Regions from separate parts of the Mus musculus genome. Here regions 1, 3, 4, 5, 6 and 7 are each linked to region 2. The links are chromatin contacts, called in public HiChIP or PLAC-seq and promoter capture Hi-C maps. All regions are on one chromosome and are shown on one strand. The core of a region is the stretch at or near the end of the contact, and the rest is flanking DNA. Distances in the headings are between cores, read along the strand shown. Region 1 holds the start of Wdr18 (WD repeat domain 18). Region 2 holds the start of Izumo4 (IZUMO family member 4). Region 3 holds the start of Stk11 (serine/threonine kinase 11). Region 4 holds the start of Fzr1 (fizzy and cell division cycle 20 related 1). Region 5 holds the start of Hmg20b (high mobility group 20B). Region 6 holds the start of Arhgap45 (Rho GTPase activating protein 45). Region 7 holds the start of Arid3a (AT rich interactive domain 3A (BRIGHT-like)).

What was found. HiChIP or PLAC-seq counts read pairs in DNA pulled down with a chosen protein or histone mark. Capture Hi-C pulls out chosen DNA fragments and counts their contacts.
Region 1: a contact with region 2 is called in a promoter capture Hi-C map of adipose tissue, with 2.2 times the contacts expected there. The contact joins the promoter of Wdr18 here to the promoter of Izumo4 in region 2. A contact is called at or near these places in 2 of 115 datasets of contacts at active chromatin or transcription factors (bone marrow-derived macrophages and pancreatic cancer cells) and 1 of 9 other capture datasets (adipose tissue).
Region 3: a contact with region 2 is called in an H3K4me3 HiChIP or PLAC-seq map of embryonic stem cells, with 6 times the contacts expected there. The contact joins the promoter of Stk11 here to the promoter of Izumo4 in region 2. A contact is called at or near these places in 2 of 39 promoter capture datasets (cranial neural crest and pre-B cells), 1 of 484 Hi-C or Micro-C datasets (CD4 T cells) and 2 of 115 datasets of contacts at active chromatin or transcription factors (embryonic stem cells and pancreatic cancer cells).
Region 4: a contact with region 2 is called in a promoter capture Hi-C map of liver, with 2.5 times the contacts expected there. The contact joins the promoter of Fzr1 here to the promoter of Izumo4 in region 2. A contact is called at or near these places in 5 of 39 promoter capture datasets (cranial neural crest, embryonic stem cells, liver and 2 more), 1 of 484 Hi-C or Micro-C datasets (CD4 T cells), 3 of 115 datasets of contacts at active chromatin or transcription factors (bone marrow-derived macrophages, memory CD8 T cells and pancreatic cancer cells) and 1 of 9 other capture datasets (liver).
Region 5: an H3K4me3 HiChIP or PLAC-seq map of embryonic stem cells shows a contact between it and region 2, with 8 times the contacts expected there. The contact joins the promoter of Hmg20b here to the promoter of Izumo4 in region 2. A contact is called at or near these places in 4 of 39 promoter capture datasets (cranial neural crest, embryonic stem cells, neural stem cells and 1 more) and 3 of 115 datasets of contacts at active chromatin or transcription factors (bone marrow-derived macrophages, embryonic stem cells and pancreatic cancer cells).
Region 6: a promoter capture Hi-C map of liver shows a contact between it and region 2, with 2.7 times the contacts expected there. The contact joins the promoter of Arhgap45 here to the promoter of Izumo4 in region 2. A contact is called at or near these places in 1 of 39 promoter capture datasets (pre-B cells), 2 of 484 Hi-C or Micro-C datasets (both in CD4 T cells), 2 of 115 datasets of contacts at active chromatin or transcription factors (Th17 cells and pancreatic cancer cells) and 1 of 9 other capture datasets (liver).
Region 7: a contact with region 2 is called in an H3K27ac HiChIP or PLAC-seq map of microglia, with 6 times the contacts expected there. The contact joins the promoter of Arid3a here to the promoter of Izumo4 in region 2.

Annotation. Positions count from the first base shown.
Region 1 is chr10:79,957,472-79,961,764 of GRCm38.p6, forward strand. It overlaps Wdr18 (WD repeat domain 18), which reads left to right and starts at 2,681. Exons shown (of 10, transcript NM_175450.4): 1 at 2,681-2,901; 2 at 3,531-3,641. The coding sequence starts at 2,692.
Region 2 is chr10:80,701,324-80,705,222 of GRCm38.p6, forward strand. It overlaps Izumo4 (IZUMO family member 4), which reads left to right and starts at 1,370. Exons shown (of 10, transcript NM_027829.3): 1 at 1,370-1,636; 2 at 1,726-1,806; 3 at 1,886-1,957; 4 at 2,407-2,433; 5 at 2,530-2,605; 6 at 2,716-2,763; 7 at 2,857-2,871; 8 at 3,095-3,112; 9 at 3,376-3,390; 10 at 3,741-3,899. The coding sequence starts at 1,393. The coding sequence ends at 3,828. Mob3a (MOB kinase activator 3A) reads right to left here and starts at 497. Exons shown (of 4, transcript NM_172457.2): 1 at 474-497.
Region 3 is chr10:80,113,371-80,117,585 of GRCm38.p6, forward strand. It overlaps Stk11 (serine/threonine kinase 11), which reads left to right and starts at 2,425. Exons shown (of 10, transcript NM_011492.5): 1 at 2,425-3,537. The coding sequence starts at 3,248.
Region 4 is chr10:81,375,978-81,379,891 of GRCm38.p6, forward strand. It overlaps Fzr1 (fizzy and cell division cycle 20 related 1), which reads right to left and starts at 2,393. Exons shown (of 14, transcript NM_019757.1): 1 at 2,293-2,393.
Region 5 is chr10:81,348,502-81,352,467 of GRCm38.p6, forward strand. Hmg20b (high mobility group 20B) reads right to left here and starts at 1,926. Exons shown (of 9, transcript NM_010440.3): 1 at 1,633-1,926; 2 at 879-987; 3 at 385-588; 4 at 1-115. The coding sequence starts at 1,670.
Region 6 is chr10:80,013,941-80,018,019 of GRCm38.p6, forward strand. Arhgap45 (Rho GTPase activating protein 45) reads left to right here and starts at 2,732. Exons shown (of 23, transcript NM_001142701.1): 1 at 2,732-2,978; 2 at 3,840-4,079. The coding sequence starts at 2,886. Abca7 (ATP-binding cassette, sub-family A (ABC1), member 7) reads left to right here. Exons shown (of 47, transcript NM_001347081.2): 43 at 1-40; 44 at 289-392; 45 at 528-620; 46 at 1,007-1,247; 47 at 1,366-1,632. The coding sequence ends at 1,518.
Region 7 is chr10:79,924,935-79,928,913 of GRCm38.p6, forward strand. It overlaps Arid3a (AT rich interactive domain 3A (BRIGHT-like)), which reads left to right and starts at 2,407. Exons shown (of 9, transcript NM_001288625.1): 1 at 2,407-2,466. Gm40715 (a long non-coding RNA gene) reads right to left here and starts at 2,057. Exons shown (of 2, transcript XR_001779822.2): 1 at 1,528-2,057; 2 at 1-655.

The sequences.
Region 1 (4,293 bases), core at 1,431-3,930, 740 kb before region 2:
TTCTTTCCTTCCTTCCTTCCTTCCTTCCTTCTCCTTCTACCCCCACTACTGAGCCCTTTCTTTCTTTCTTTCTTTCTTTTCTTTTCTTTTCCTTCCTTCCTTCCTTCTTTCCTTCCTTCCTTCCTCTCCTTCTCTTTCTTTTTGTTTTTTTCAAGACAGGGTTTCTCTGTGTAGCCCTGGCTGTCCTGGAACTTACTCTGTAGACCAAGCTGGCCTCGAACTCAGAAATCCGCCTGCCTCTGCCTCCCAAGTGCTGGGATTAAAGGCGTGCGCTACCACTGCTGCCTGGCTGAGCCATCTGTTTCTTGTTTCATTGTTTTTTAAATTAAATATGTATGTATCTGTGGGGGGGGGGTACATTCACTGGCATGCAGGTCCCTCTGAGTGCCAAAGGTGTTGGATCCCTGGAGCTGGAGTTACAGGTGACTGTGAACCACCCTGGAGAAGGTGCTGGGAACTGAACCCAGGTATCCTGCAAGAATAGCAAGTGCTCTTACCCACTGAGGCAGCTTGAGATAACCTCTCATTTCTCTTCTTAGTCACACTTTAGCATTAAAAGTAGCTTCATCCTAGCTCATAGGCAGCTGAGGTAGGAGTGTCTGGTGTTTAAGAACAACCTGAGCTTAAACCTTGGGGAATAAATTTCCTCTCTCCCATAATGAAGTAGCACATGACTGTCCCCTCTAACGTTCTCAAATGCAGCTCTACATGCTCCATCCTCTGCCAGACCTGTGTCTGTGCCACTGGACAGCACCTTGTTCCTGAGTTTCTTGCTCAAAGTGGTGCCTTCTCTTGAGAACCACCTACCGTGTCCTCCCTGTTCCCCCGCAGCTCGAGCCTGCCATCTTGGGGCCACATTGGGTGACACGCCTCACTCGGACTCGTTTCCTCTCTTTCTGGCCTGAGGTCGCAGGGTCGCTGAGTCCAATGCTTGCACCCAGCATGCAACCTTGCTCCCTTCACAGGCCCAATAGCTGCTCTTAGACCCAGCTCACCATCCCACCGTGCGTCCAGCTCTGCTGCCACGGCAGGCGCAGCGCTCTGGCAGCCACATTCCCAGCTGCGATTCCACAATTGCTTGCAATCTCCTTTACTAACAGCACATGGAGGGAGGGAGGGAGGGAGGGAGGGAGGGAGGGAGGGAGGGGACACTTGGTTTTAGACCTGGCCTATGACCAGCAGCTGTGACCCGAGGCTAAAGGTTGCTTGGCTAGAGATTGACCTTTTGGGTCTACACGGAGTGAACCGAATACAAATTTGAAATTTATGGCTCAAAAGAGGAAAGGGCAAAGAAGCGGCAAATCCATAAAGGGCGTGGGTCGATTGGTAAGAGTTTAATCACCAATTCACCTCAGCCAGACATATTATCCTTGATGAGTATGTAGCCTGATTTTACATGCAGTAAGTCACTAACTTCATTTGGTCTAAATAAAGTATAAAGATCAGTGGTTTATATTTTTGCTATAAAACAAGGTTTAAAAAGTAAACCGGGGGCTGGTGAGATGGCTCAGTGGGTAAGAGCACCCGACGGCTCTTCCAAAGGTCTGGAGTTCAAATCCCAGCAACCATATAGTGGCTCACAACCATCTGTAACAAAATCTGACTCCCTCTTCTGGAGTGTCTGAAAACAGCTACAGTGTACTTACATATAATAAATAAATAAATCTTTAAAAAAAAAAAAGTAAACCGGTTTCAGAGGGAAAGCCAGGAAAGGGGACAATATTTGAAATGTAAATAAAGTAAATATCTGAAGAAGAAGAAGAAGAAGAAGGAGGAGGAGGAGGAGGAGGAGGAGGAGGAGGAGGAGGAGGAGGAGGAGAAGAAGAAGAAGAAGAAAAGAAGAAGAAGAAGAAGAAGAAGAAGAAGAAGAAGAAGAAGAAGAAGAAGAAGAAAGAAGAAGAAAAGAAGAAGAAGAAGAAGAAGAAAAGAAGAAGAAGAAAAGAAAGTAAATAAACCGGTCACCGGTGGTGGAGGCTCAAGGCCACCCAGCACATAAAGAGACACTGTCTCGAAAAGAAAGAAGGAAAGAAAGAAAAAAAGAAGGAAAGAAAGAAAAAGAAAACAAAAGAAAGAAAAAAAAAAGACAAACCCAGCAAACAGGTAGCAAAAATACCTTCCACTACACAGAGGTAATACAGTGCTGACCGGCCAGGGACTCCCCAGTCTTCTACGCATGTGCAGGAATCCAGTTTTGTTTTGTTTTGTTTTGTTTTGTTTTGTTTTGTTTTGTTTTGTTTTGTTTTGTTTTGTTTTGTTTTGTTTTGTTTTGTTTTGTTTTGTTTTGTTTTGTTTTGTTTTGTTTTGTTTTGTTTTGCCCCGCCCCGCCCCGCCCCGCCCCGCCCCGCCCCCGAAGAAGCTCCTGGTGTTCTTTAACCTGCTTGGCTGGGTCTAGCATTACGCCTTTCGCGCACTGGCTTGTACGCATGTGCAGGTCGTCTGGCTACGCCCTCTCACCTGCTGCTAGCTCCGCCCCAGAGCCGCGAACTTTTTACGCATGCGCACGTTAGGGCTCCTGGAACCCGTAAAGCACCAGGCAATCAACAGCCTCCTCGGCTTGGTGAAGCTACCGCGCATGCGTAGACTTTCCAGTTTGGCCTCTAGGAGGCGCTATGGCCGTTCTAGTCGGCCAGGAGCCATCTTAACAGTCTCTCTAAGGATGATGGGATTCAGGGGCGGGACTGGCAGAGCAAGATGGCGGCGCCCATGGAAGTGGTGGTGTGTACTGACGCCGCGGCACAGCTCTGGAGCTGCGTGGTGTGGGAGCTTCATTCGGGCGCCAACCTGCTCACCTACCGAGGCGGCCAAGCGGGGCCGCGAGGCCTGGCGCTACTCAATGGCGAGTACCTGCTGGCGGCGCAGCAGGGCAAGAACTACATCTGCGCCTGGGAGCTGCAGCGTAAGGTGTGGGGCCTCAGCGTCCGCGGGGCAGCCGAGAGTCCTGGGGCGCCGCCAGGGTTGGGGTCCCGGCGACCCTGGGGTGGCTGCGTGACAGGGCGTACTCGGAGGCCGAGGGGTTTTCTCCTAGGGAGATGGCGCCAACGCACGCGTGCTCAGATGAAGATCGATGGCGAATCCGCTTTTGCACGCTTGTAGTGTTAGGGACGCCAATTTTGATGCAGAAGGGAAAATGGGGTCCGTTAGAGGTCATGCTTTTGGACAGCATGGCAGATCAGAGATCTTGAGGAGCCGCAGGAAGACAGAGACCGACGGCCCGTCCTTTTGTTACCCTCGTAAAGAGTCGCAGATCTTCATAGTCAGGACTGACTGAGGCCTGGGGTTACTGGTTCTGATGTTTCTGGAACACAGAGCTTCCTTCTTGTCCGCTGGGATCCCTACTGCTGAGCCCTGACCCTGCCCTTCACTGGGAGGTTCTAGGCAGTGGTTCTAACCCTGAGCCGCACCGACAACCCCTCACTTGAGCAGTCTGTCTCCCCAACCCCCTTACTCTTGCTCTCTGTACTAAAAACTTTAACCTTCCATTGCCTCCGTTCTGATACTCACATAGTTTGTCTTGTATCCTGTGTCCCTAGGATCAGCTCCAACAGAAAATCATGTGTCCTGGGCCTGTCACCTGTCTGACCACAGCACCTAATGGCTTGTATGTCCTGGCAGGAATTGCAGAGAGCATCTACCTGTGGGAGGTGAGAACAGCTTGTCACACGTATGTGTCACTTGGGAATGCTAGAGAGTAAAACTGGTTGGTGTCCAGTTTTACCTGAGGTAGGCAGGTGGTCTTGGAGATCTTACCCATGACTTCTGAAAACAAAAATGTGGCCATGTCTATAGGGTCCTCATTTGTGACTGAGATACAGGACAGTGTTCAACCTGCTGGTGGCTCTAGTGCTGTCGTGAGCAACCAGGAAAGAAACTTAGAAAAGGGCAGTGACCAGAATTAGTACAGAGGAGGAGGAGGCAGGAACCAGAAGCAGTGCAGAGGAGGAGGAAAGCATTTATTTACACTTGTGGTTTATATGAGGGAAGTCAGCGCAGGAAGCAGAAAGTCAGTTAACATCCATAGTCAGCAGCAAAGAGAAATGCTCCCGTGATTGACTACACTTGTTGCTCTTGCAGAGGACCTGGGTTCAATTCCCAGCACCCACAGAATGGCTCACAGCCATCCATAACTTCAGTTCTAGAGAACTTGACACCTCTTTTGATCTCAGTAGGCACCAGACTGCCCACTGCATGCACATACAGGCACGCAGGCAAAATACTCATAAAGGAAATAAACCTGAAAAAAGAAAGAAAAACTGTCTACTGAATGAGAGAGCTGGCTCAGCAGTTAAGAACATT
Region 2 (3,899 bases), core at 120-2,619:
AAAAGAAAAGAAAAGAAAAGAAAAAAGAAAAAGAAACTGCGGCCAAAGTTAACTTTCTGTGATCTGTTTTTGAGTCTCTCCATCCAGCCTTTCAATGGCTTATTTAGGGGAGGCCGAGGAGTGCTGAAGAGGCAGAAGTAGGGATAGAACCCAGGGCTTTCTACACACAAGGCAAATGCTTCACTCCAGAGCAAGAGCCCAGACCTTCAATGAAGTTTAACAGAAACGTGATCATTTCAAACAAATGAGTCAGCGGAGATGGGAAGGAGGATCCTATCCAGCCGCTGGAGGCTAGCCTGTGCTATCTAGGACCTCAAATATTAAACACGCTTTTGATCCATGACGCTTCCTTTCTCCCTCCTTTTGACAGATCCAGGTCCCCAGCGCCCACTCTGGGCCGGTCGCTGGACACTGTCACCCTGAGGGATGAAGTCCCGCTGCCCGCCGCCCGCCTTGGCCCTCGGAGGACCCACCTGGCTGTCCGGAACCGTCTCTCGCTTCGCCCAGTCTCCGGCCGCGCCCGCAGAGGGACACGCCCGCGGAGGGACACGCCGCACGCCCCGCCCAGGCCGCGCCCGCCAGCCGGATTTACTTCCCTTAAAGGGAAGCAGCCCGGATGGAGGTGTGGCGCCCGAGTTCGGAGGATCACGGTGTGAAAGGCAGGCGGCACTCCGCGCCCCTGGAGACCAGGACGGGCGCTGCTAATTGGCTGTAGTGGAGCGGATGAGGGGCGGGACGAGCCCTCCCTCGCTGGCTCGGGAACTGGCGCCAGCCCAAAGCGCATGCGTAAGGCGCTGTGGATGGGGTGGAGCCTGGGGACAGACTGGCATTACCAGTTGCCAATTGTAACTGGAGAGATTCAGTTACACTCTCCTGGGGAGATCCAGTAGAGCCAGCCCTGGGACAGAAGTCCGGATGGCGGTGGGGTGGGTGTGGTGACAGGCTAGAAAGGGGTGGAGCCATCCGTGGGCGGTACCAGGCCTGTAGGCGGAACCAGGCCTGGGACAGGAGTCTAATCGGGGCCTGGCCAGGTAGGGGCGGAGCCATCCGTGGGCAGGCGCTGTCTTTTTTTTTTTTTTCGAGACAGGGTTTCTCTGTGTAGTCCTGGCTGTCCTGGAACTCACTTTGTAGACCAGGTTGGCCTCGAACTCAGAAATTCGCCTGCCTCTGCCTCCCAAGTGCTGGGATTAAAGGCTTGCGCCATCAGGCCCGGTGGGCGGGACATGTCTAAGCGGGGCGGGACCAGAGTTGGAAGCATGATCAGGCCCGGGCAGGGGATGGCGCGGCCAGGGTCCACAGCGCGAGCTGTTGGTTGGTGCGGCGTGGCAGGGCGTGGCGCGGGAGGCACCGTTGGTTGGTGCGCGGCTGGAGGGTGCGGCGCTGGCGGCGCCGATGTTTGGGCAAGGCAGGCTGGGCCAGGCCATGGCCCTGCTGTTGTTTCTGGGCATGACAGCGGCGCTGGCCCGGGGCTGCCTGCAGTGCGACCCCAATTTCGCGGAGAAGTTCTCCTTCTATCGTCACCACGTGAACCTCAAGTCGTGGTGGGTGGGTGACATTCCTGTGTCGGGGATGCTGCTCTCCGATTGGATCCAGAACACGATGAAGGAGCTCCATCTGGCCATTCCTGCTGAGATCAGTGAGCGGCGGAACCCATTCCAGGGTCAGAAGAGCAGCAGGGAACCGGGCAGGGCCACTCATTTGCTTGCTTTTTCCTCCTGCCCTTAGCCCGGAAGAAGCTATATCAAGTAGCAGAAGCCGTGTACCAGAGGATGGACCAGCTGTACCAGGGGAAGATGTACTTCCCAGGTAAAAAGAGAAACAGGTGGGGCCGGTGCGAGCTGCTACGCACCTGAACTTGACCGTTCTGCTGTGACTCTCACATCAGGGTATTTCCCCAATGAGCTGCGGGCCATCTTCCGGGAGCAAGTGCGCCTCATCCAGAACGCCATCATAGAGAGTGAGCAGTGGGCTCCACAGAGGGGAAGATGATCATGGCCGCTGGCACTTCAGGGCTAGGGGCACTGGAAACAGGGCTCAGGGAGGAGTGACTCTGCAGGAGGCCCTTTTGCATAAATGTTTGCTAGCATGCCCATCACCCCCTTATTTCTGTCAAACTAGTCTCCTGGTGGCACCTAGGAACAATGGAACCATCCTTCCCTTAGGTTATCCCCATCTTTCACTGCAACTGACCCCTTCCTACATCCATGAAACTCATGTAGCACAAGCGTGTAATCCCAGCACTCAGAAATGAGGGAACGAGGCAAGAAGATTGCCACAAATCACAAGGCAGCCTAGGCTACCTTCTCTGTGCTAGGGTATCCTGGGCTACAAAAACAAGTGGGGCTGAGGTGTTGAGCTCTGGGCCTTGTCAGAAAGCACTATCCTGTTATGTCCTCCCCTCCCCAGGCCGCATTGACTGTCAGCGTCACTGTGGTAAGTGAACCATGGTCCAGGCTAAGGGCCACAGTGGCAGTGGCCCAGGCTGGGGAGGGCCCAGGGGAGTCTGGGGCTGCTTCTCATATATTGCAGGTATCTACCAGTACGAGACCATCTCCTGCAGCAACTGCACGGACTCCCACGTCATTTGCTTTGGCTACTACTGCAAGTATGGCTCATGCAGCAATCCCACTGCCCCTGGGGTCCTAGGCAAGGAAGGGGACCAGGGCCTTGGGGATACCCCACCACCAAGTCTTGTGTTCCCCCCCCCCACCCCAGGTCATCGGCACAGTGGGAGTCAGCTGTACAGGGCCTTCTGAAATACATGTGAGCTGGGGCTTATTGGGTACCAGGACATGGAGAGGGAGACACCAAGGGAGGCCACTTGGTCCCCTGACTCCAAACCTACTGTCATTGTAGAAACACCTGGCACAAGTAAGTTCCTGCTGGAATCCAAGGTTGTGTGTGCCTTATGATGAGGGGTTGAAGCTTGCCAAGGCTCAGGAGGACCTTGCCCACACCCTTCAAAGGTCTCCAAGTTCAGCTGGAGGAAGGGGGCAAGCCATCCTGGCTGAAGGGTCTTCATGAAACCTATTCTTCCCTGAATTGGTGTGGTGGCAGACCTGGAGGGTCTAACTGGAGCCCCATTCTATTTCAGACAGGATGAAAAGATGAGGTAAGACCAGGCCTTCCACTTGAGAGGGAGGAGTGAGGTGAGGAGCGGGGTATGGGGAGTGGGGAGAGGGATGGAGTGAGGAGGTGTGTGGGTAAGAGTGGGAGGGGATGCTGGGCAGGGTGGGTAAGAGCGGGAGGGGATGCTGGGCAGGGCTGTGTGCCTGAGGGCACACTGGCCATCTGTAGTCACACCTGCCTGTGTGGTCAACGCACTGCCTGAACCATGCTGTGTTTCTTCCCTGCGGCCTCAACTTGGATGTGCAGAACCACCCCAGCCTTGTGAGTGAGCTGGGGAATAAGGCTACAAAGAAGCAGGTGACCTGTGGAAAACAGAATTCCAAAGTCAAGTGGCCTCTTTGCCACAGACCTCTCATGCCCTATCGAGGCCTGTCATTGTGGGTGCTAGGGAGGGTCCCTATCCCACTGGCACACTTTAGGATTTAAGAACAGGCAGGGACTAGGTGTAGCAATGCATTCCTATAATCCCAGCCTTCCAGGAGCCTGAGGCAGGAGAATCTTAGGGGCTAGCTTGGACTATATTAATGGGCTATGGGAGGCAGCCTAGGAAGGGAGGCAGGAGGGCATGTGCAGACAATGGGCTTAGAGCACCTCCTCCTCATCCCCCAAAGCCTGTCACAAAACATAAAGTGTCTGGAACCTCAGCATCTGGTCAACCTGACCTTGGAAAAAGTCTCTGAGTGTCTGACCCAGCACTGACAGTGGCTGCCAGCCCCCAGCCTCGGCAGAGGCCAGGACTCAACTGCACTGTTGCCTCTGGAGAAGCTAGC
Region 3 (4,215 bases), core at 1,175-3,674, 590 kb before region 2:
AGCCTGGGAAAAAACAAGTCCCAGATCCAGGCCGGGTGGTACACACCTTTAATCTGGGCCACACCTTCTGATAGAGACCTACAAGGACATTGGAAGAAGGAAGACTCCCTCTTCTTTGCCAGCACAGCTGTTGGAATCTACTGGCCTGTGGGACCGAGCAACTGTTAGATCTTTGGACTTCATTCACAGCTGACTGTAGTTGGAAAGTTGGACTGCAGACTGTAAGTCATCATCACAAATTCCCTTACTGTATAGACACTATCCATAAGTTGAGTGACTCTAGGGAACCCTGACTAATACAGAGATGGTAGCACTATGTAGCCCAAGCTGGCCTGGAACTCACTACGTAGTTGAGGGTGAACTCTTTCCTGCCACCGCCTGAGCCTCCTGTAAGTGTGACGTATGTGGCAGCAGGGATGGAAACAGCCTGGCTGCAGGCTTCATCTTTAGTCTGAAGTTTTCCCTCCTGGTGGCTTCTACCCCACCCCCCACCCCAGGCACCATTCCCATTGTGCTTCTATGGTCTGGAATCTGCGGCCTCTCAGGGATAATTCATGTTATTGAAGTGGTACTGAGTTCCCAAATTTACAAAGTAGCTGCTCTACTGGAAGTCACAGTTTTGGTTCTCAGCACTCTCACATGCCTGGTCACAACTATTTGCAACACCATTTCCAAGGTATCTGAGGCCTCAGTGGGGTCCTGAATGTGACAGACATACACACAGGTAAATATGATAAATCTCTAAATACTTCTAACTATATCTCTGACCCAGAGTTCTCACCAGAGTGATAACTCTTCCCGTCAGAGAATTCAGGGTAATGTCTTGGGGACATGAGAGGCTGTCACACTGGGGGAGCTCAGGTACAGATCGGGTAGAAACAGAATGTTGTCTATTGCCCCTGACTCTTTCTGGATCTGTCCTTGGAGTCTGTCAGGGGAAGGGTGGAGGTGGAGGAGGAGACTTCCTTATCACTGCCATAGTTTAAGGCAATGTCAGAGCAATGAAATGGAGGTGAAACTCCAGAGTCTCCCTGTGTGATGTGGGTGCTGGCCAGCAAACCTGTGTGCTCAGGAGAGCAGCCAGTGCTCTTCACCCCTGACCTGTCCCTCCATCCAGCCTGACTCTGTTTGTCTAGTCTGTGTTTTCCCTGGATTTCTGTCTTCACGTCTGTTTCTCTGATCTTTTTTCTTAATTTATGTGCTTGCATAAGTCAGTTCTCTCCTCCTTTTAAGTCCTGAAGGCTGAACACATGTAGAGCAAGCACTTTTCCCACCTTTCCTGGAGTCTAGGTCTCTCCCTCCCCCAGGACTCTCCTGGCAGTACACCCCGCCCCCTAGTGGCCTCGGAGGGAACCATAGACTCACGGATCTATGGACCTTGTAACCGGCCTGTGCGTAAACTTGTGTGTAGAGGGAGTCAGGCAGGGTGAGCACTCGTCCCTCAATCATACTCCAACCCTTATTTTTTATTCGTGCAGTTAAAAAAGGGCACAGATAAAAATAATTAGATTAACCACCCAAAAACACTGCAGCAGGTGAGTTGAGGCCAGCGGCGACGTCTTACCCAGCCACCTTTTTTGATAACTGTTATTTAAAATTCTGTGTTGTGTGTGTGCGCGCGCGCGCCTACCACGGAGTCCCTAGGTTCAGAGACAGCCTGAGGGAGGCATTTCACTCTAGCCACCTTGTGAACTTACGGGGATCGAACTCATGAAGTCAGATTTGACGTCAATCGCCCGCAACCTCTGAGCCATCTCACCAGCCCAGCTGCTCTTATTTTGCACAGGAAACGCTCCTCTCTATGCCATGGATCTCAGAGGCGCTACATTAAGGCTTCAGGTTCGGGAGTGTCGACTTTGGGCTACTTTTTGACCTTTGACCCCTCCCCCAAGGCCGTTAAGAGCAAGCCTGGGCTGGATCTCTTTAGGGATCCACGAGCCTCTCTCTCCACCCTCCCCCATGCCTCCAGTCGCGGCCGTTCCCCGGAGGACGTTGACGCGCGTGAACTCTAACCGGAGGCCCGAAACTCCGAGGTCACCACAGCCAGCCCAGAGGTTTCGCTGGCCCGTCGCGCTTGCTGACGGGCGTCTGCGACAGCCACTGGCAAATAAAGTCCCGCCCCCACACACCAGGGCCAACCACTGAGGGGCGGGGCTTGAAGCCACAGCCCACGGCCGCTCCCTTACAGTCGCTTGCTTACTCCCATTGACGGGCGTCTCAGACAACCAATGAGAATTTAGATCACGCCTTCTCAGATGGAACCCGAACTGTCCAATGTCAGCTCGGGCGCCCACCTAGATCCAAATAGCCCAATCCTCGTTGGCGATTGAGGCGGGTCCGAAAGGTGGGGCCTAAAGCTACAGCCAACTGCCGCGCACGTCGGCTCCGCGAGGGGGCGTGTCCACCGTTGCGACGTGCGACGACGGCGCGGCGCAGGGCGGTAAACAAGATGGCGGCGGCGTGTCGGTCTAGGAAAGGGGAGGCGGCTCACGGCGTCCGCGAGTGAGGCGCGAGTCGCCGAGGGCGGCGCCGGCGTGGAGTTGTCTCTCGCGGGCAGCATCTTTCTGCCTGGAGTTCGATTCCCCCCTCGCCGCTCCGGCCTCCTGCCTGTCGCGCGGCGGCTAGGCGGCGAGGGGGACGCGCCGCCTGGGGTGGTTTTTTTCCCCCCTCGGTCCCCGGAAGATTTCCTGTCCGGATTTCGTGTCCGCGACTTGCGGGTGTCCCGGTGTCCCGCGTCCGGGTGGAGTCTGCGCCCCGAGAAGTCGTAGAACTAAGGGGCCGCGCGCGGCTTCGGCGCGGGCCGGACATGGACGGCGCGGACCGGCCTCGACGCGGCCGCCTGGGCCCCTGAGCGCGGGGCCCAAGTGGCGAACATGACCTAGCGGCCCGCGCGCCGCGACGGCGGACCGTCGCCTCCGTCGGAAGCAGCGTCCCCGGGGACCCGAATTGGGGGGACGCGAGGGTTGGGGGGGCTCATTGCTTTTTTTTTTTTCATTCTTATTTTCATTTTTTTTCTCCCTGAGCACCTAGAAGAAAAGGGGAAAATCAAAAGTGAAGAATTGGCGCCCAGGAAGCGGACGTGGACCCGGTTGTGGGGACCGGGAGAGTTGTGGAGGTCGTTCCTGTTTTTCCCCGTTCCTTTTTTCCCCTTCTTGGAACATTTGGAAGAAGCGGGTGGGGGGGGGGGAATTCGAACTTGAAAAGAATTGGCGCTCCCGAAGGGGACGAGGACAAAGAGTGGGCCAGGATGGACGTGGCGGACCCCGAGCCGTTGGGCCTTTTCTCCGAGGGCGAGCTGATGTCGGTGGGCATGGACACCTTCATCCACCGCATCGACTCCACCGAGGTAATCTACCAGCCGCGCCGCAAACGCGCCAAGCTCATCGGCAAGTACCTGATGGGGGACCTGCTCGGGGAGGGCTCGTACGGCAAGGTGAAGGAGGTGCTGGACTCCGAGACCTTATGCCGCAGGGCGGTCAAGATCCTCAAGAAGAAAAAGCTGCGCAGGATCCCCAATGGAGAGGCCAACGTCAAGAAGTAGGTGCCAAGGGCCTGGGGCCGACGCGGGCGCTGCCTTGAGCTCCTTGGGCAGCCCTTCCTCCTACTTTCTGGCTCTTCTCTTTCCTCTAACCGTTTTCTCTTCTCATTTCCTTCCTCCTTTTTCATCTCTTTCCTTTTACTGCCTTATCTACCCCATCTATCCCTGAGCGTCACCTCGTGGGGTCTGTATGTTAGGGCAGCCTGCAGGACTGTCCTAGCAGGAGGTCGTGCAGCCAACTGCGCCTCCAGCCCCCCTCTTTGGGCCAGGTCCTGGCGCAAGTCGCGCCTGGCTTCTTTGGCGGGCGTTGCCAGGCGGGTGGCTAGTTTGTTTACGCAGCTAGAGGGAACCGGTGGGGCCAAAAATAATGGTGAAGGGGGTGGGGGGGGTAGCCGGCCAGTGCTTGCGCAGGTCCCTGCGGTGTCGTGCGCGTAGTTGGCGTCGTTGGCCCGTGGGGACTCTTTATCGCCTGCTAGGCTTGGCGGAACTTGGAAAACTTCACCTACCGGCTTCCAAGAAGGGGCCTTATCTTTGGGACCAGCACTGGCCACACTCTGCCTAACTGACCTTGCCTCTGGTCCTGTCCCAGGAAAGGCTGGCAGCTTCTTGTTTTTGCCAGCTGGGCACTGCTTTGAGTGGTACGTACAGGAAAGGAAGGTGGACAGATATCCAGGATC
Region 4 (3,914 bases), core at 1,143-3,642, 680 kb after region 2:
CTGTCTTTGGCAAACATACAGACAAGCAGATACACACACATATACATAAAAATACACACAGCTAGGCTGGAGAGATGGTTCAGTGGTTAAGAGCACTAACTGCTCTTCCAGAGGTCCTGAGTTCAATTCCTAGCAACAACATGGTGGCTTACAACCATCTGTAATGGGATCGGATGCCCCTTTCTGGTGTGTCTGAAGACAGCTACAGTGTACTCATGTACATAAAATAAATAAATCCTTTTAAAAAAATAGTAGAATAAACACAGTTGGGCGGGAGACATGGTTTAGCTCTTCCAGAGGACCGCAGTTCAATTCCCAGCACCTACACAGCAGCTCACAACTGTAACTTCAGTTTCAGGGGATCTGACACCCTTTTCCAGTCTCTACCAGCAACAGGCACAAATGTAATACCTAGATATAAACACAGGAAAAATACCCATACACATAAAAATATCAAAAAAGCCACACATACACTTTTTTCTTTTGTTTTTTTCAAGACAGTTTCTCTGTGTAGCCCTGGCTCTCCTGGAACTACTCTGTTGACCAGGCTGGCCTTGAACAGAGAGATTGGCCTGCTTTTGCCTCTACATGAACTATTACTGCCCAGCACCCACATACATCTTTTAAAAATAATGTTAAAGGTAAAGAAGGCTATGGGCGTGGTCAGGGGTGGAGCCCCTGTCTAGAATCTCCCAGTGAGGGGCTGGGGGTGTGGTCAGGGTGGAGCCCCTGCCTAGAATTTCCCAGTAAGGGGCTGGAGCCTGGCTCATTGGTGACCTCTCTCTTCTAAGCATGTGCAAAGGCCTTAGGTTTCATGCCCAGAACCAGGAAATAAACCACACCAAGACTCCTCCAGTGCACACTTAGCTCCTGACCCTCTATCCGAAGGAAGCAAAGAGACCCTTGAACCACAAAACATGGGCTAAACTCCTCAAGTACCAAATCCACACTTGAGAACTCCATTAATCTTTACAACACATGCCATCCCAGCCCCATGAGAGCTAGAGCCACCAACTCCCTTTCTTTCTAAGCCCTGATCCCGAGAGCCAGAGGTGGTGTCTGTTCTGGGTGAATCTTCACTGGGGAATCACCCTCATTCAAACAGCAGGAAGGAGCTAGGACTGGGACTCAGCAGCCAGAGGAATGAGGTCATCTCTCAGACAGGACGGGTAGGGGGCGTGCTTCCCACCAGGTGTTCTCAACAAGGAGTGCATCCCACCAGGTGCTCTCAATTAGCAGAGAATTTAGGGGAGCGGGGTAGGAAGGTAATGCCTATACAGAGGTTGGTGTCAGGCTTACAGCTGGAGACAAGTGAAGTTGGTGGGGTGATTTAAGGGCTTTGTAGGGGACAATGGCTTTGGATCAGGGATAGAGGATGGAAGGACCTGGACTTGCATTTGAAGACACAGAGTGGAGGTTCAGATCTGAGAGGGTACGTGGTGGATTTGGGGACACAGAATGTCTGTGGTTTCTGGCCATGTCTCCCCTGAGATGAGACACCTGGTTGTTGGCTGAACCACTGGGTGTTTACGGCAAATTTAGTTCACAATCCTTCCCACCTGGGGAATGCCAGATTTGAGACTCCTGGACTCTGGAGGTTGACTCAGATCCCAGTTTGGATGTAGGGAGCATCTGAGGCAGGGGGATTTACATTTGGAAGTCAACAGGGTGCAGATGAATGGTTTGCAGTTGAGTCTTGAGTGATCAGCATGAGACAGAATGCTCTAAATTTAAGGGAACATAGCTCAAAAGAATACAGAGTGTTGGTGACAGGGCGAGGTCATTGGGGACAGACCGTCTGAGATCTGACTCAGGACCTCACCTGAATTGGGTGGTTTTGGTGGAAGTAGTAAAGGGTGACCTGAATTTGGGGGCGCAAGGAGCCTGACCTAGGGTTCTGAGCTGCAACATGTGGAATGCCTGGATTTGGACATTAGCCGTGCTCTGAACAAGGCTCTGGGCGATGATTGCTGTGATGGACAGAGCGAGGTCAAGGCGAGGTTGCCGGGTGAGGGGACTCAGGGTTGGGGTGACTCAGGGCCTCATCTGGGAAGCTGGTTTGCATTCTGGGGTTCGGGGGAACAAGACGGGTGGTGCCCTGGATTCGAGGGGAGCAACTATCAGAGCAGAGCTCTGGGGATGGAGGACTCTGACAGACTCAGAGAGCTGGCGGGGTCGGGGCCGGTACTGGAGGTCGCTGGGATGTGGGGTTCAGGATCAGGCCGCACTGGAGCCCCAGAGAAGGAAGGGGTCGGCTGGGGGGGCGGGTCCCCGAGTCACCCGTGTCCTCACCTGCCTCGCTCCGGTCGCCAGCCGGCACCCGCCGGTTCCCGCCGGTCCCAGGAACACGCCGCGCCTGTTCGAGGCCCCGCCGTTGCGACAGGCCCCGCCGCCGCTGCTCACGGGAATCCCCCGGCCTCCGCGGTAGCTAATATGGCGGAACTCAGTGGCAACCCGACTCCCTCCCCCAATCTGTCCCGCAGGCCGCGCGCGCGCCCGCGACCGGCCCCGCCGCCCAGCGCATCACCGCGCCTAGGCCACGCCCCCTAGGTCCTCCCCCCCAACGCCGCCAAGGTTTTCCGTGGGCAAGCCACGCCCTCAGCCACGCTCACGGCCCACACGCACGGATCTCTCCGCCAACCCCCTGTGGCCTGTGCTGAAGCCACGCCCCTCGAGTTACCAACGCCTCTCCTAGGCCACGCCCCCACACCGCCTCTTTCCCTGTCCCTTGCGGGCACGCCCCCTAGACACTCCCACTCTGTGCCGTGCTCGCGTCCACCCCAAACAGCTGCGCCTGCGCGCCCCAGCGCGGAGCAGCTCGGGAGTATGGGACGTCCTTCAGGATTTAAATCAATACAGGAAGCGAGACGGCACTTGTTGCCCGGGGCAACCGTGTTGGGATGAGCAGTCGGGGAAGACCACGGCTGAATGGGGGGGGGGGACGACTAGAACAGGAGTAACTAGGCGCGGAGGAAGGCGTGGCTCCTGTTTGTGGAAGAAGTGGGGCGCTTCCCCCTGAAGCTATGATTCACTCAACAGTTAAGTGACTACCCCACGGATGGCGCTCGGCGCGCGGACGCTGCTGGTTACTCACTGTGCGTTTATTGTTTTCAATTTTCGAGCTACCTTTTTCTCTCTAGCCAGGCTAGCCTCGAGCTGGAAGCAATTCTCCAGCCTCAACTTCTGCATTGTTAGAACGACTGTTAGACACCTGCCCCCCCAAAATATTTATCGTGTCCCTGAGTACTCACTCCCAGAAGCCCCAAGTGATGACAGCTGGAAATAAACCTCAAGAGGGTCCAGGTTCAAAACCATACATGTTGGGCCCATCACAATGGCTCAAAAGGTAGGGTGATTGCAGCTAAGCCAGCTGGAGCCCACCTTATACCCAGGATCACTTGGTAGAGGGCGAGAACCAACTCCTGCAAGGTGTAACTCTGACCATCCCATGGGCACACCTGTGCCAGCCCCTGGGTAAATGACACTAAACAAATTAAGAACACAGACTGTTCTTCCAAGAGGTCCTGAGTTCAATTCCCACATGGTGGCTCACAACCATCTGTAATGGGATCCGATGTCCTCTTCTGGTGTGTCTGAAGATAGCGACAGTGTACTTACATAAAACACGTAAATAAATCTTAAAAAACAAAACAAAACACCAAAAAAAAAAAAAAACCCAAATAGGGTTGGGTTTTGTTGTGTTGTTTGGCCTTCTGTTTGGTTTTTCGAGTTAGGGTCTCTTAGTGTAGCCCTGGCTGTCCTGGAACTTGCTGTGCAGACCAGGCTGGCATCAAACTCAGAGATCTGTCTGCCTTTACCTCCCAAGAGCTGGGATCAAAAGCATGCACCATCAATTACAGGCACAAGTAGAACTATTTAAAAAATTAAATGCACATAGGGCAAAGGATGAGCCT
Region 5 (3,966 bases), core at 676-3,175, 650 kb after region 2:
TAATTTTGTTTTCTTGAATCTTCTCAGTGCAGACCTTGTAGGCCTCTGACTGCTGGTATGCCCACAGCTCCTTCAAGTACTGCTGTTTCTCCTTCTCTGCCTCATCCAGGTACCGCTAGGAGGGGGGCAGCATCCTCAAACTAGGGCCAGCCCAAACGAAGGTAGGCACACAGATGTGGCCAGAGCCAGGCCCCCAACTCCCCTCATACTGATGTATTCGTAACCCCTCCCTTGCCTCCCTTCCTCCCTCCAACCCACAGAGAGAGGGTCCCTTCTCCAGGACTACTGGACGTTCTCCACCTTGTTCTTTGGGCCTGGGTCTCTCACCGATGGGGCTTGCCCAGGGATCCTCCTGTTTCTGCCACCCCTTTCTCTGGTCTCTACCTGCTTCTCTGCCGGCTGCAGCTTGCTCCACTCGGCGCCCAACATCTTCGTGATCTCCGGGAATGGAAGGTCCGGGTGGCGGGTGCGAATCTGTTCCCGCCTCTCATTCAGGAAGCGAACATAGCCAGTGACGGGGGCCTTGGGCCCATTTGGGAGAATCTTCTTTCTTTTTTTGCCTTTGGGCCAGCCTCGCTTCTTCACTGGCTGCAGGAGGAGGCTGTGTCCTTGGGAGGGGCTCTGGGAAGTGTGGGTGGGGGTCTGGGGCATATGGGCGGGGCCTAGTCTAGTGGTAGGTCGGCAGATCAAGGGTCAGAACTCTAGAGAACCTACGGGTCCTGCACCAAGACAGCCTCCTAGGGGTGGGGCTGAAGCCACTGACAGGCTAGGCTGGGGTGTGGCCTCTTGCTAGGCAGTGGGAGGATCTTATAGTCTGGATTTGTGAGGTATGTGTTGCTGAGCCAGCGGCCGGCCAGGCTTTTCAGATGGGGACTCACCTCCTCCTCCTGGGGCCCCTTCTCTCCAGCTCGGGAACCCTCGCTGCGCTCCTGCTTGACAGCCACTACAAAGGCCCCGTGCTGGCCCGGAGTCTTGCCTCCCGCAGGTCTTGGGGACAATGGAAACCAGCGTCATCCATCAGTGCCAAAATCATTCCCCCATACCTACCCATCCCCTTCTTGTCATTGGAGATCACAGAAGTATGTGGGAGCACGCATGAGCCTGGAAAAAGGGGGTGGGGACCCAGAGTTTGAGGATCCAAGGATCACAGTAGGCCACTGGCGGGGTGGGGACGGAGGACGAGGTGAGTTGGTCCTGGGGCCTGGGAGGAAGATGAGATAGTGAGGAAGGCCATAGGGTGTCTTGGCAGTTCTACAGGGAGTACAGAAATCCCCGAAGGGTGACAGGACATGGTCAGAAGTTCCTGTAGTGGGGATAAGGTAGGTAGGGTATAGGGACAGGACAGGATCAGGGGTTCCCAAAACAGAGGTACACAGAGGTACCTGAGGATGAGACAGGGTATGTCCAGAGATCCCAGCGTGGACATGGTGTGTTTAGGGGTACCCGAGGGTGGATATAGGGAATGTTTAAGAGTTCCCAAGGATGCAGGACAGGACATGTCCAGGAGTACCCGGGGTGGAGACAGGGCATGACCCCTGGTACTCGAGATGGACACAAGGCATTTCCAGGGGTACCCGACGATGGGGACAGGGCTTATCCAGGGTCGGGACAGGCTGGGGGAGGCGCACTCACGCGGTGGCTGCGCCTGGCTGCCGGGGACCGTGGGACATGGCCACTCCGGGCGGGATCTGGAACAGAAGCCGGCAAAGGTCAGGGGGTCCTGCCTGCCACCTCGATGGGAACCGCAGGGCGATCCCCGGGGGGCCCGGACCGGGGAGGCGGATCCCGGGGCGGGGAGGTCCTCGGGCAGGAGGCCCCGCGATCCTTTGTTGCGAGATCGAGTCCCGGAGGCCGCGCCCCGCAGCCCCCGCCCCGCGCAGGCCCGGACTTCCCGGCTCTTTTCACCTCTGAAAAAACTTTCCCGGGACCTGAGACGCGGCGACGGTCCAACCAAGCGCCCGCGCCCGCTCCGCCCTCATGCTAATGAACCCAAGGATAGCGCTCTAATTGGCTGAGGCCTCCATGAGAGGTGGGGTCATGCAGATTAGTCTCGGCGCGCCGGGCGGTGGTTGGCTGAAGATCTGCGGAGCCGCGTGGGAGGTGCGTCGGCAGGTTGCGGGCGGGTGCGTCAAGTTCGGCTGCGCTCCGGCGCGCTCGGGACCAATCGGAGGCGACTGGCGGCGTGCTGTGGGGCGGAGCTCCTTAAAGGGCCAGTAGTCCCCATTCTGACCGGTGAGCTAGGGTGTGGAGATGGGGACCGGGGATATTCGGCAGAAGAGGCGTTTTTAGTAGGCTTCTAAGGAAGGAGTTAGGTTCCAAAGAGGCACCCCCCGCCCCTGCAGTACGGCCAGGTGTAGTTTTTCTTACTACGTTGAAAAAAAATGGGTCTGGTGAGATTGCACAGCACTTGAAGGTGCTCGCCACCTAGTGGACGACTTGCATTCGGAACCCACAAAGTGGAATGTGAGAATGGTTTTCCAGCAAGTTGTCCTCTGAACTCCACTGTGTGCTGTGCCATGTGCATCACACACAGACCTAAATCAATAAATGAACGTATGCTTTATAAACGGAGGACTGGGGAAATGACCACCAGGCACTGATTTCCCTTCCCGTGGAACCTTGATTTTACTCTCTGACCAAGGGGTACATTGAACCATAGGAGGAGTAACAGGCTGGGAGGCTGACACCTAGATCTGAGATAGAAGCTGGGCTAAGAGCATTTTCATTAAAAAAAAAAAAAAATCATTTTGAAGGTCAGTGCGGACTGACTCAGCAAGCCAAGGGGTTTACAGAGAAACCCAACAACTTGAATTTGATCCGCATTATCCAAATGGAAGAGACAGCACCACACATCTAGGTTGCCAAATGTGATTTTACTCCAGTCTTCTGTAACATCCCACAGTAAAAGAGAAACTGAGAGTTGGTTCTATGGTTAGGAGTGCCTGTTTCTTTTGCAGAGAACCTGGGTTCGATCCCCAGCACCCATTTGTCTGCTAAAAAGTATCTGTAACTGTCCCAGGAGACCTCTTTTTACCCTTTTGAGCATTAGGCAAGCAAACAGGCTTACATGCAGGGAAAATGCTCATAAACGTGAAATAATAGGTGTCAGATCTTGTTACAGATGATTGTGAACCACCATGTGGTTGCTGGGATTTGAACTCCGGACCTTTGGAAGAGCAGTCAGGTGCTCTTACCTACTGAGCCATCTCACCAGCCCAAATAAATCTTTTTAAAAACAAATGATTGAAGATATTGCTCAGTGGTTTAAATAAAACCTGCTGCTCTTCCAGTTCGATTCCTGGTAGCCACACTAAGGGCTGGGAGTGTGGTCAGAGTGGAGCCCCGCCCATAATTCCCCTGGAGGGGTTGGGGCAGGGTTAGGGTGTTTCCATCCCATCATGCACTGCGGTCGTGGGCTCAGTCCTCCCGTGCTGTTTGTAAACTGAAACTCTGTGATGGGGTAATGTTGGCCAGGTGACGCATTGTAATGATAGCATGTGTTTATGGGACCACACACATGCTTACACATGCAGCATGTGCTTATGTCTATCTTAATGGCAGGTGCAAGTGACGCCCCCCAAACTCAACAGGCTGGGGGATTCTGAGCCGCTCCTCTCAAGCAGGTGACAGTTCAGATAGAGCTTCTTAGATAAGGTTAGGCTTGATCAAACTTGGGCTTCCTGTTACAACAGAGATAGAAGAGCATTTGGGTAAAACAATGACAGGCGGCTGTGGGGACCCAGGCACAGGTCAAAGGTTTCTACAGGTGGTCCAGGAAGGGAGCAGCCTGACAGTTACCCTGAACAGAGTCTCAGCCTTCATCACTGGCTGTGAGCTTGGTGTGGGCTCACCTGCCTTTAATGCTACCACTAGGGAGACAGAAGCAGGGGATCTCTGTAAGTTCCAGTCCCCTGTGCTACATAGTGAAAGCCTCTCAGAGACAATTAAAAATAAATAAATAAATAA
Region 6 (4,079 bases), core at 1,482-3,981, 690 kb before region 2:
AGCCTTAGCTCTGGTTGGTGACCCAGCTGTGGTCTTTCTGGTGCGTGAAGACCGGATCTGAGTGGTTTGTGAATGGGAGTTACTGGGGCCGAGCCTTGGTGAATTGGGGTCTGAGCTGTTGGAGGCCATGGGGGACGGGGAGGGGAGCTGTGCAAAATCTAGCTTCGTTTGGGCTTTACCTAAGCAGAGTGGGGTCTGATTGAAGTGTGTTCTGGCTTACACAGGACGGAGTCCCAGTGGACAGGCTTTGTCACTGCGGTCCCACCAGAGTCCATATCTCCTTTGCAGGACGAGCCCACCACAGGCATGGACCCAAGTGCGCGGCGATTTCTTTGGAACAGCTTGCTGTCCGTGGTGCGCGAGGGCCGCTCCGTAGTGCTCACGTCGCACAGGTGAGCCCCAGGGTCGCACTCTGGCCACCTCGCAGGATGAGGTGATCCTGAACCCGGTGAGGTCCCTAGGGTGGAACAGAGCATGGTCCCCGTGCAGGCAGGCTGGGCCAGCTGTGCTCACACTCTCACCCACAGCATGGAGGAGTGCGAAGCGCTCTGCACGCGCCTGGCCATCATGGTGAACGGGCGGTTCCGCTGTCTGGGAAGCTCTCAGCATCTCAAAGGCAGGTGAGCAGGGCAGGATGGACTGGCGGGAAGAGAAGAGTGCTGTGGGTGTGGTTAGGGCTAGAAGATAGGGGCGGGCCATATGCACCATAGGGGCAGAGCCCGACTGTATGAGGGAAGCCTGGAAAGGTGGAAGTGCTCAGAGGAGCTTTTTGGATGGAGTCCAGGGGAGGTGAGGAGTGTCTGTCCTTCGATACAGGTGTGCCAGGTCCTCTGAGTGGGCGTAGTCTCTTAGACTCGTGGGCGTGGCTCGCAGCAGGGTAGGGTGAGAAGGAATTGGGTTGGGTCCAGGTGTCCAAGACAGGCCAAGGACAGGTCTAGTAGGGAGTATCGAGATTTCGAGGAGCAATAGGGGCCATGGCCTGCATCCCTGGTCCTGTCCCCTCCAGGTTCGGGGCTGGCCACACACTGACTCTAAGGGTCCCACCGGACCAGCCTGAGCCGGCGATAGCCTTCATCAGGATCACATTCCCTGGGGCTGAACTCCGGGAGGTGCACGGCAGCCGTCTGCGCTTCCAACTGCCACCGGGGGGCAGATGCACCCTGACACGAGTGTTCAGGGAGCTGGCTGCCCAGGGCAGGGCCCACGGTGTGGAGGACTTCTCTGTGAGCCAGACCACTCTGGAGGAGGTGACTTCGGGCACCATCAAAGGGTTTGAAGGGAAGAGCTGAGGTGCCTCAGGACCCTGGGCTGACATCTACCCCCACCCCATGCATTTCTGCCCCCTCCATGTCTCTGCCCTGCCAGGTGTTCCTATATTTCTCCAAAGACCAAGGGGAAGAGGAAGAGAGCAGTCGGCAGGAGGCTGAAGAAGAGGAGGTTTCCAAACCTGGCCGGCAGCATCCCAAACGTGTCAGCCGATTCCTGGAAGACCCCAGCTCTGTGGAGACCATGATCTGAGCATGCCTGCCTTGGGACTGAGTGGCAAAGCTCAGACAGAGGATCTCTGTACCATACGCTGGCTCCCAGAAAGCCTTGGGCTCTGGGGGAAATAAAAAGAAACTAGAATGAGAATGAGGCCACGGCTGAGTTTGTGTTTTAGGAGTCTTAGCTCTGTACAGTCCCATACACTATCACATGTACAGTATGCGCGTGTGTCCTGCTGTGAATTGCCTGCAACACGGACACTTCCCAGGTGTCCAGTCACACGTATCCTGACCTGCATGTACCTATGTGGGTCTGACACCCAAGGGCGGGACTTGTGAGTGTTTCTGACCGTGAAGTAGAGATGAGGTCAGGCTTGTGGAATGTTCCAGACGGTATAGAGGACCCTGGTACTTTCCTGGCCTGACCGGACCAGAAGCCCACCCCAGAGCCAGCCAGTCTTCATCCTGAGACAACCTCCCAAGCCCACCCCCAGCCATCCAACTATGAGTGGGAGGCACGGGACCCTTAAGGGGCTCCTCGGCTGGGTTTGTGGCTGGACCAGAGCTTGGAGAGCGGGCCTAGGTACTGCAGGCTGCGGCCTTTCTGGGCTGTGTCCCCGAGAGCCACCCAGTGTGCCTGAGGTCAGTGGAGTTTGGGATGGTTAAGGGACATGGTGTCTAAATTATTAAATAGTACCTCTGGGGATCCTGAGACCTGAAGCTCAGAGCTGGGATATAGAGGGCAGAGTGGGAGTGGGAGCTAAGTGGAGGCCAGCAGGGCAGTGGAGCTCCTGGGTTGCTGGATGGAAGCCACCCAGGCATGGCACCTTCAGGTCCTATGGTCCCCAGAAGACTGTAAGGCTGGTGATTATAGGGAATGGGGGGTCACCTGTGCATGGTGAGGGACTCAGGGGGTGTCTGTTTGATCTGTGTGTGAACCTGTTGCTCAGCCTCCTCTCTGGTCTTTCATATCAGTATACACATGACACTGCCTTTCTTGACTGTATGTTATGTCCCAAGCAAGAGTCAGCTAATGCCTGGATCGGGTGGCCACACAGGACACAGGCTGCAAGTGGAAGGTGGCCTGCTGTGGGGAACCTGTGTCAGAGTCAGTGTGCAGAGTCCTATAAGAGCTGACACTTGGGACAGTCACACTGGGGGCGGATCTGAGGTGTCACCTCCCTCCCTCTGCTGGGGAGCCTTTTCCTGTGTAGGAGACTTATGCGCCAATGAGAGCCAAGCCAGTCACGTGTGGCTCTGACAGCTGGGGAGGGGGTGGCCCTGAGCAATGTGGTCCAGAGACAGCCTGCACCAGGAGTTGCAGGACTGAGACCACCCCCAGACTCCCACCCTGCCGTTGCCCGCCTGTCCTCACCTAGGGCCACTGGGGCTGACTCCACCATGTTCTCTCGGAAGAAGCGAGAACTTATGAAAACTCCCTCTATTTCCAAAAAGAACCGCGCGGGGAGCCCCAACCCGCAGTCCTCCTCAGGGGTGAGTGGGGCACAGAGCGGGTGGGGACCCAGGATGACACCCACAGCCTGTGGTCACTGATGGGCATAGCATGCAACTACAACACCATGCTGGGTCCACGCTGGGGGAACCGGGCCAGCTATAGTCCACACCAGGCAGAATGGCCGGCGACAAGGAGTGGCCTGAACCTAGGAGGCCGCATTACGGTAGGTAGGGATGGCCTTGGGTGGCAACCAAGTCACCCATCTTGATGAGGGATGTCCCCGTCGTGTGCCAATGACGGTTGTGGGTAGTGGGTAGAACTGGTATTGGAGTCTAGTGACTACACTGTAATATGGGGTCTGGGCAATTTTAGGGTTCTGAAAGCCAATGGGGAACTGGTGTTGAACTGGGGTGCAGGTGTACAGAGCAGATTGGGGGGGTCTCCAAGTTTCTCCAGGACCTGCTGCTGCCTGCTGAGCTTTTGAGAATTTGTGAGGTTTAGGGGTACCTCTACTAGGTCTGGGGGTGTCCTGAGACACAGGAGCCTGATGATCTTTTCAGGTCACAGAAGTTATCCATGTTTTTAGAAAGTGGACACCCGTAGAGGTATCTGGGGTGGCTACAGGGTTAGAGACTCACAAGAGTCCTCCCCACCCCCACCAGGAAGTGGGGTGCCCCCTCCCTCCTGTGCCCCACAGGCCCCGCCTCTGGCTGTGGTTTGGGTAGGGACGGTTGTTTGTGAAAGCTATAGACAGGAGGATGTTGGGTAACAGGTGGGGGGGGGGGAGCTTAAAATTCTCTGCCCACTGACCTCTGACCCCTGTGAGGACTTTCTGGGGAAACTGAGGCAGTGTCTGGGATGGGGGATCCCCTTGACTCCTCTTCCCTATGCATACCTAGGAGCTGCCCAGGAAGGATTGGACAGAAGCTCCCGGCCTGGAGCCACCAGCCACATCCCTGTCCACGGTAGCCAAGGGCACAGGGACACTCAAAAGACCCACCAGCCTGAGCCGCCATGCCAGTGCAGCAGGCTTCCCGCTCTCGGGCACTGCCACCTGGACCCTGGGCCGTGGGTACCGAAGCCCCCTTTCTGCGGCCAGTCCGGCAGAGTTACCCACTGAGGGAGCTTTCCCTGATGGC
Region 7 (3,979 bases), core at 1,157-3,656, 780 kb before region 2:
CGGTAGGCGGATGTCTCTGAGTTCTAGGCCAGCCAAGGCTACACAATGGGACCCCATATTTGTCCGTCTTCCTAAGCAGGGTGTCTCTTAGCAAGGTGTAGCCCTGGCTGTCCTGGAACTCACTCTGTAGATCACGCTGGCCTCAAACTCAGAAATCCCCCCGCCTCTGCCTCAGGCGCCGGAGTATAAAGGCGGGAGCCACTGTTGACATCTGCCTCACCTCCTGTCTACAATGCCCCCAGTGAGGGTCTGGGCGGGTCCCGGACAGAGCACTCATCTCCAGGATCCAAAAGTGTCAATACAATCTGAAAATGATGTGGTCATGCGTGTCCGTTCCTTGTACTTTAACTTCGTGATACACTTCGTGATTCATGACTTCACACCCTGTCTTCAACAGAAAAAAAGCTATGTAGGAGAACTTCAGGCCTCAGTTTCTCCCAATCTAACGTGGGAAACCGTCTTTTCAGGTGCGATAGCACCACCTGGCGGCCTCCACTGCTGGGTTGAAGCCCCGCCTCCATGATGAAAAATCTTACCCTGGGCGCAGTTCCGCTGGCGCCCGGCAGGCGGCGCGCACACCCTGCGGCGCGAGTCGGATGCCTTTCAAGTTGCCAGAATTGTATCTTGTGAATTAGGAGACCTGTCATAAGGAGACCTGTCATTATGTCATTATGCTTGCCACCTGGACCCTTGGCTAAATATATCCCTGCCATAAAAAAGGGACCAGCAGATTTAGGCTTTTGTCTTTGAAGATTCTATCAAAAAATACTAAGAACAGTATTTTAGGGGTCAGCAACAAGGTTCAGAAGGTAAAGGCACTTGCTGACAAGCTTGGCGTCCTGAGAATCTTGGCATCCCAGAATACACATAAAGGTGGAAGGAGAAAGCCGACTCCACTAAGTTTTCCTAGGACCTCTATGCGTGAGCTGCTGAAGCCCTTCTGGTCTCGGTCTCTTTCTCTCTCTCTCTCTCTCTCTCTCTCTCTCTCTCTCTCTCACACACACACAGACACGAGAGAGAGAGAGAGAGAGAGAGAGAGAGAATGGGAATGTATGTTGCTTTCATTATCTTGGCAGAATGTTTTGGGGGGTTGCCCAAGTTTACAGGGGACACACAAGATGATTAGAGGGAGAAAGATCTGCTAGTAGCCCGTTTGATGCTGGAGAAGAATGCTGGTGTGCAGGCCCAGCTCCACCCCGGGGCCACACCCCAACACATCAAGGTGTCTAAAGTTTGAAGGCGCAGTTCGCTGCCACCTGCAACTTTCTTAGCCTTGCAGGCTAAGGTTCCAAGCAACTGCTGCAGTCTCAGATTCTAGGGAGGATTCCGGGAACTTGGATTGGCCGGAGCCACCCCATCTCTCCAGACACTCACACAAGTGGCTTTCAAGGGGCAGACTGCTCAAGATCCCCACAACAGTCTAACAAGGGACCTGAGCACCACCTATGGGGAACTAGTCGAGGTCGGGGGTTGCCCTGAGCACTGGCGTTACCCACTAGAATCGTCTCAACTTCTAGCTGAGCTCACATCATGCCTCGGTTTCCCAGCCTGCAAAATGGGACCTCAGAATCCAGTACTCTCCCGAGACGAACTGGGTAGACCGAGGCAGGGGCTTCACTGAGTTGGTTAAAGGATGGCCCTCCTTTCCCTCGCTCCTAGGTACGGTCGTCACGGTTCCTCGCATTTCCTCGAACGCGCGCGCAGCCCAACCCGGTGCTTTTGCGCACGCAGCGCCCTCACACCCCAGCGTCCCAGCCCCCGCAGATCTAGCCTAGCCGGGGGTTTTTAAGCCCATTTCAGAGACGTGGAGCCTCAGGCCCGGAAGGTTAGGGTAGCATAGTGGGCGGAGGTTCCAGCTCCAAGCTTGGCTTATCCATCTTGCGTTCCGGGTGAAACCAGGAAACGGCCGGGGGCCCAGGTGACTTTCCGCTCAGAGGTGGGGCGAGGAACCCTTTTTAACTCTTCGGGATTCCCGCGATGGGGCTCTCGCAGCCCCGCCCTCCCGCTCGCGGCCTCTGCGCCGTGGGCTGCGGCGTGCACTTTGCGCACGGTCCCTAAGATGGGGGCGGAGCGTCCCTCAGTCCGGTTCCCCCTTCCTTTTATTATTTATTATCATTTAAAGGGGCCGCGACCTGAAGTTTTCCGTCCACTCTGTGGCGGCTCTCCGGCTCCCCTCCACCTCCTCCCACCGTGGACGTCCTCAGATTGAGTTGGAGAAGGGGGACCCCGGTGTGGTGTCCTGGGAAAGCTTGGAAAGGGGGACCCTGGAGAGACACCCACCACCTCCTCCTGCGTCCCCGGGGCTGCTGAATCACCGGCGAGGTATTTGCATCTGAGAGCAATTTGTCACACGGCGATTCGTCTGCTGGGTGGGGGAGGGGCGGGGCGGGGGGCCCGGTCGCGCGCGGAGACCTCGTCCCTATCCGATCCAGACGGATGGAGATGTAGACGCGGCCTGGAGACTCGGTGAGGCGGGTGACCCCGAAGCCAGGAGCGTGCACTGGGCACCAGGGGGAGGCCAAGGGGGAGAGAGGCCACCGGAGGCCACCAGCAGGCTGGACTCTGGGCTGGGCTCCGGGCACCGGGGCATGCGCCCCCCGGGCCACCCCGGGCGGTAAGGCCTTTTGCAGCGCGGCTCTAGCGATCTCTCCTAAAGGTGGCAGCGTAGGGCACCCTGGAAACCGACAATTGCGGGGTCTCCAAAGTTAGGCAAAGACGCGCGCGTAGAGGGGTGCAGGGCTGAGTATGCGACTTGACGGATCAGAGTTGGGGTGGCTGTTGCGGTTGTAGATCTTGGAGACCTTCATCCGGTACACGAGTGCGCGGGGGTCGCGAGTGCGCGCTGTCCCCTGGCGGAAGGAAACGGACCCGGGGTGTGTGTGTCTGTGTATGTGCGCGCGCGCAGAGGACTGGGGGCTGCGCTCTGGGAACATGGTTTTGCTTTTTCTTATTAATTAAAAAAGATGTTTGGAGATAGGATCTTACTGTGTAGTACGGGCTGACTTAGAACTCGAGTTAAAGCTCAGACTAGCCTGAAACTCGAGGCCATCCCCCTGCCGCAGCTTTCCTTCCCAAGTGCTTGGGAAAATCCCAGGCCGGGCGCGCCACCACGCCCCGGTACCTACAGTTCTTTTTCTCTTCCAAACCTGTGTCCAGCGGGGTCCGCCCATCTCCCCCCCCCCATTTCGTTCCCTAGCTCCAGTGTACTACTGGGACTGGGGTCTCCACTTGCCCCGCGGGGTGCGCCCATCCAGATCCCTCCGGTAGGGTCCCCTGCCCCCCCCCCCCCGACACAAAAGAGGGAGCAGGAAGCGCGGAGTGCGCGCGTGTGTGTCAACTCGCAGCGGGTTTGTCAAATATCTTCCGTTTTTTACGACTTGGGCAGCAGGGTCACCCCCCCTCCCCAGCTCGCTCTTTCCAAGAAGCCTTTGAAATACCGACTCCACTGGGGGGGTTGTTTGTTTGTTTTTTTGTTGTTGTTTTACATTTGTCCTCTGACTGGGGTGTGTTTTTGCACACGTCTCCTGGGGGGGCACAGTGCCTTCTTTCCCAGCCCCCTCCCCAGCTCCTGCCCTTCCCCCTCCACCTCCCTTGGAGGAGAGAGGGGCCCCTTTCGCCACCCTCGGGCCCTGGCCTTGCACAACTCCAAATAACCGTGTTTTGCAAGGCCTGGCCGAGCTAGTGACCTCTCTCTCTCTCTCTCTCTCTCTCTCTCTCTCTCTCTCTCTCTCTCTCTCTCTCTCTCTTCCCTCTCTCCCTCTCCCCCTCCCTCTCTCCCTCCCTCCCTCCCTCCTTCCCTCCCTCTCTCTCTCTCTCTCTCTCTCTCTCTCTCTCTCTCTCTCTCTCTCTCTCTCTCTCTCTGACCTGAGGCTTGGAGGTGGTGGGGGGACTAGGGTGTGGCTCTGGGTCTCTTCCCCACTGCAGCCAGATCCCCCTTCCACAAACACCAGCTACCAGTTCCTAGTAGATCTTTCTGAGA